2 separate regions of the Gossypium hirsutum genome follow, and region 1 is linked to region 2. Evidence: chromatin contacts called from public Hi-C data. All regions are on one chromosome and are shown on one strand. Each heading gives the region's core, a stretch centred on a gene start, on an enhancer-like site or on the middle of the called end of the contact. The rest is flanking DNA. Distances are from core to core; before and after follow the strand shown.

The links. Hi-C and Micro-C count contacts between places; a contact is called where the count stands out from the background.
Region 1: a Hi-C map of leaf shows a contact between it and region 2, with 2.1 times the contacts expected there. The contact joins the promoter of LOC107947091 here to the promoter of LOC107947081 in region 2. A contact is called at or near these places in 2 of 34 Hi-C or Micro-C datasets (both in leaf).

The regions. Positions count from the first base shown.
Region 1 is chrD12:59,383,071-59,385,770 of Gossypium_hirsutum_v2.1, forward strand. LOC107947091 (DNA primase small subunit) reads left to right here and starts at 1,380. Exons shown (of 15, transcript XM_016881648.2): 1 at 1,380-1,577; 2 at 1,689-1,739; 3 at 1,856-2,031; 4 at 2,182-2,259; 5 at 2,371-2,482; 6 at 2,694-2,700. The coding sequence starts at 1,466. It overlaps LOC107947093 (abscisic acid receptor PYL8), which reads right to left and starts at 1,194. Exons shown (of 3, transcript XM_016881650.2): 1 at 740-1,194; 2 at 1-16. The coding sequence starts at 886.
Region 2 is chrD12:59,239,334-59,242,033 of Gossypium_hirsutum_v2.1, forward strand. LOC107947081 (putative glucose-6-phosphate 1-epimerase) reads left to right here and starts at 1,289. Exons shown (of 8, transcript XM_041107476.1): 1 at 1,289-2,364; 2 at 2,533-2,607; 3 at 2,694-2,700. The coding sequence starts at 2,272.

The DNA.
Region 1 (2,700 bases), core at 130-2,629, 140 kb after region 2:
TAACTAATGACCAAACCTGATTGATCAAAAACCAATAATCATTCATTAAGGCACAAAACACAGCCAAGTTTGCCTTCAATCAAGCAAACTAAAAAATACCTGAAACTAATCATTTGTACCTACCCAAGGTTTAGATTGGGTATGGGATATCAAATTAAATTCATTCAATCCAAATTTATCGGTATTTGAAGATGACAATGAGATATAAGAACCCCTAAGCACTAGATATCCTTTCCACACTTAAGGAAAATGCAAGTCTAAAGAAAATCTTATGTTCCATTTACGTTCAAAGCAAGCACATACCAAGTAATAATGAAAGAAAACAGCAATTTACAGAGAAATTTCTACTAATAAAAGGTTATTAATGCTTCATATAGCTGAAGGATGTGTTTAGCTTCAATTGATAGAGAATGTTTAATATCACATAATCTAACTGAATTTTTAAGTGACACTCAAAATTCTAAAATCCAAATTTCAGTATCGACTTCCTCATATATCCAACCCACATGCAATGAAAAAAAGTTAAAGAGAAAAATCCCCAAAATAAAACGTCGCCTGAAAATTAAGCTAAGCTTCTTAAATTAGCGTCTAAAACAAAAATTCACTGAATTAAACGAAAATTGTCCCCAGATCTATGTACGGATCTAGCACCAAATAGGAACCCAATCGATTCTATTAGAAAAAGTAAATATAATTGAAATTTACAAAAAAAAAGAAAGTATTTTTAGAAAAAGCATACCAGGTGAACAGGAGCTTTGATGTGTTTAACGAGCGAAGAGCTGCACTGATTTTCTTTAACCTCGAGTTCGTGGTACCTCTTGATGAACTCTTCTGCCCTCTTGCTAAACCCGTTCCCGTTCATGGTGATATAATCATTGGTCACCATCGAAGTAACCTTAGCAAAAACCGTGGCCCGAGGAAGAGAAGAGGAAAAAGCCGGTCCAAAAGCTGACGCCGGGTGCTAGCGGGTCCGGTTATCGGAGAGTCCTAGAAAGGTCCGAAACAAAACGCCATCGCCAGGTCCTGATTGCCTCTTTCTCATCTCATCGCCTGGAATAATTAATTAAAAATAATGGGAGGAAAAAAAATGAAACGCCGTGTTTTTTTTTTCCTTTTTAATATATTTTTTGAAATAAACAAATTTTTTGGCTATTATTTGTTTATTCGTACTTTCCATGGTGATTCCTGACTAGTAGCAGGAATTTTGATTTTGCCCAGGCTGTTTTTTTTATAGGTCCAAGGATTTTTTGGACTGATGCAGTGAAATTGAGAACGACGGCGTACTTAAGCCTTCTGGTTTGTTGTTATTGGGCCCAATTTTCAGGCCCAAAGTTTCCCGCCAAAGGATCTATTTTTTTGCCCTAATCCTTTTTCTTTCCCGCCATCTTCTTCTCTTCCCTGTGAACTTTCTCTGCTATGAAATTGTGATATTGAACGAGAAATTAGGGTTCATTTTGAAGCGAAGATGACGAAAGAGCAAGCTGATAACGGAAGAGATGACATGGTGATTGATGGACCTGGGCAAGCAAATGCTGTGCCTGATGAATTTAACGCTAACTATCTCAGAATCTACTATGGTCAGAATTCTCATTTTCCTCTTATAAATTTTTCGTCCTATTGCTTGAATGATGGAAATTTTCTTTTATTCTAGCAGCTGTGATTCAAATCTGAAACTAATTTTATGGCAGGGAAGCTATTTCCTCATGCTGACATGTTCAAGTGGATGTCTTACGGAAATGGTAACTCAAATCTCTTCTTCCTTTTCGTATATATGGCCTTGCAAACACGCGCTTGTTTCTGCGCTTTCGTGTTTTTCTCCATGTATTGATGTATATCGTGATCTTGCTATCTGCAGATGGCAAGCATCCCGGTTGTGACAAATCCTACTTTGGAAGAAGGGAATTTTCTTTCACGCTAGAAAATGACATTTATATCCGATTCCAGTCTTTCAACAGTGTTACGGAACTGGAAAATTCCATCAAAGAAAAGTGTCCATTTAAGATAGATATCGGGCCTGTCTATAGCGTTGATGTAAGATTTCTTTCAATTTTATTCTTATTAAGGAGTCTTTGAATCGTCATTCAGTGAGCTATGAATTAAAGCTGCTCATATTAGTTGTTTTATTACTTATTCTTGTTAGCTGTTTTATTAGTTGTTAATGATGTATTGTCTGTAATGCAGCCTGCCAAGAGGCATGCTTATGCGCAAAGTGGCGACAATGTTTTCACTCCAGTTGAGAGAGAATTGGTTTTTGATATTGTAAGCTACTTCGTTTCTGGAAAACCAAGCATTTCACCCTACTTTTCAAACTGAATGCATGTATCGGCCATGTTATTTGACTCATTGGAGTTATGTTTATTATTTTCGCAGGATATAAGTGATTATGATGATGTTAGATATTGCTGCACGGGAGCAGATGTTTGTTTGGAATGCTGGCCTCTAATGACAATTGCGATTAAAGTGATTGATACTTCTCTCAGAGGTAAAACTGATATATGCTAGAGTTTAAAAGGTTTTAGGCCTTAGGTGGCTTTACTAAACTGGCCTAGATCAGAAAATATTCTAATTAGACTTGAGTTCTTAAGCTGTCCTATGTAAATGTTTGCATTACAACATAGGCTTTTTTGGTTTCTTGAGTGCACTGCATGCCTTTTTCTTACGCCATCAATTAACTTCAAGTTCTAATAATGTAGATGACTT
Region 2 (2,700 bases), core at 39-2,538:
AGAGTTTGAGAAGCAAAAAACTTGTGCTCCAAATTTCAATGTCCAACGTTTATTACAAATCATAGGAAGCAAGAAGCTCTTCACCAATGAAAAACCCACACATCCATACACCAAAAAGATTGGTTTCCATCAATGTATTTCATGCCAAAACATGGTTTAGGCAATTTCCATGGATAGACAAAGCTTTTTCCATCTTTTTTTATTTTTAGAGGATAAGTCAAAAGTAGAGAAAAACCAACGCGCTCCACTGGTTAGACCAAGTCCATATAAAAGTATTTGATGATTTCATTAGCCACCTATTTATGATGCTTTTTTTTTTTTGTGGGGTCTAAGTTTGAGTGCCTTCGTAAAATTCCAGCCCCCCAAGCCCCCACCTGATGTGTGTGTTCTTAAATCTATGCTTTCAAGTCTTTTAATGGGGCACATGATTTTCCCCTTCGAAGGATTTGTTCTTCAAGGAAATGATTTTTCGATTGTTACTTGTTAAAAGATCAATGTCTATATAAATTTGAAAACAAAGCCCTGCCATTGGTTTATTATCTTTGTTGACATTGATTTACAAAGGCATGAGATTTCTGCCCAAAGATGGGTATTAGCCAATAAGGTGATCAACACATGCTAATGGGGGCAAAGGACTAAAATTTCAATGTAAAACATCATTGGGCTAGCACTGGCTGTTGTTCTTTTGGGCTTTTCCTCTTTCCTTAGCCATTGGTTAGTCACATGCCTTCACTATTGACGGTTGAGAGAGAGAGAGAATTATAAATTTGTCCATATATTCAAACTTACATTTGAATTATAAATTGAATGTAAAAATGTAATTTTATTATTTTGAATTTGTTTATATATAGAAAATTATAATTGAATTATATCTTCTATTAATTTTAGGAGTTAGATTTCATTTTCTCTCTACTAAAAAACGGATAAATTAGTTCCTATAGATTAGATTAAAAAGTAATTTTATTATTTTTGTTAAAAGAATCATCCATTTATATCGATAAAAACTGACATGGTTAATAGAATAATAAGATAGTGACACATGACATGTCACGTGTACTTCATACTAATATATATATTTAAATTATAGATAGAGTACTTTATTCAATACCCAAAGCAACGAGTCTATCCCACCTTTTTTAAGATTGGGTTTGGTTTTCTTTGATTCAGCATTGAAAAAACTTTCTTTACCATTAATGATGATTTTGTTGAAAGAAGTGAGCAATGGAAAAAAAGAAGAAAATACTGAGACTTCATTCATTGAGTTACATCCGTTGAATCTACTTTATTTGCAACATTAAGAATAAGAAAGAAAGAAAAACTCTTATACCTATCTTCTACTCATCTTTTTACATATAGGATTTAATTACTAATATATTTGTTGGGTCGTTAATTCAGTTAAACTCATGGTCGCAGGTTAAGACTTCATAGAGTCTACATCATATGTCTAGAAGCCACCACCACCACCATCACCGGTCCAAGCCAAAAAGTTTGTCCTTCTTGTTTGGTCTTTGGCATAAATTCTTGACTTTTAAAAGAAACCGGGTACCAAATTATAATAAGAGTCAGTCGCCTTCCCCCCAGCATGACCCCATACGAGGGAGGGAAGAGATTAATATATATATTTATTAATAATCTCTTCAACAAACCCGACCTTTCCTTTTAATGAAACGAAAAGGTCAGACTCAAATTTGCAGACAAATCTTTCTCCATTAAAATGGTAGTTTGTTCTTGACTTGACCTTCCTTCTCCCTATTTTCAAATCTTTAAAAACTGTACCTGTCTTAAAGCGTTTTTAAGGTGCCTCAACATTTAATTTTGGTTGTCTTTGAAACCGTTTTTGGTCGGTTCTTTCAAGTTTTAAGACAGTTTGATTATCTGGGAAGTAGTTTCTAGACTTGGGTATTTTTTCCTTTTCCTTTTGATTTAAAATTTCCTGTCACTGAATTTGGTCTGTTTTGGGAAATTTGGAGGGATTTCAAGTCCATCATCAAGCAGCCATCTGTCAGTGAGGTTTTTTCTTTTCTTTTCTCTTGTTGGCAGTTTTAATGGTGAAGAAAGATTAAGGTGGTTGCATTGGTAGTTGGGATTTTTTCAGGTTTGGCTTCACGAGGAAATTTTGGGAGGGGTTTTTCACAAGAAAGTGTGAAGGGGAAAGTTCTGTTTCTGATTACTCTTTAACTGCTGCATCGATTGTTATAAAGACAGGGAGAGATCTATCAGTGTTTGCATCTTTTGTTTCCTCTTCTTACATTGCCTTACTGTGTTTTCACCATGAATAATTCTGGGTTAGCTGTTGAAGTCTCAAAGGATAGAAATGGAGCTGATCAGATTCTTCTTCGGAATCCTCGCGGGGCATCTGCAAAGGTCACAGTCTTCTTCTTTTTATCTTTATTTTCTAGTCTTTTTCATAATTTTAAGGTATCAGGAATATTGAACCTTTAAAATCTAGCATATGCTTGATTCTATTTGTAATTTAATCTAACTACCGTTTTGGGTTTAAATAGTTATATTGATTGTCTGAAATTTATTCAGGTTAGCTTGCATGGAGGACAGGTTCTTTCATGGAGGACTGACCGAGGTGAAGAATTGCTGTTCACAAGCAGCAAGGTAAACATTAACATCTGATGTCTTAAGCCATAGTGTTTGTATTATGCTCTCCTTTGGTGTCTTAAGCCATGGTGTTTATATTGTAGGCAATTT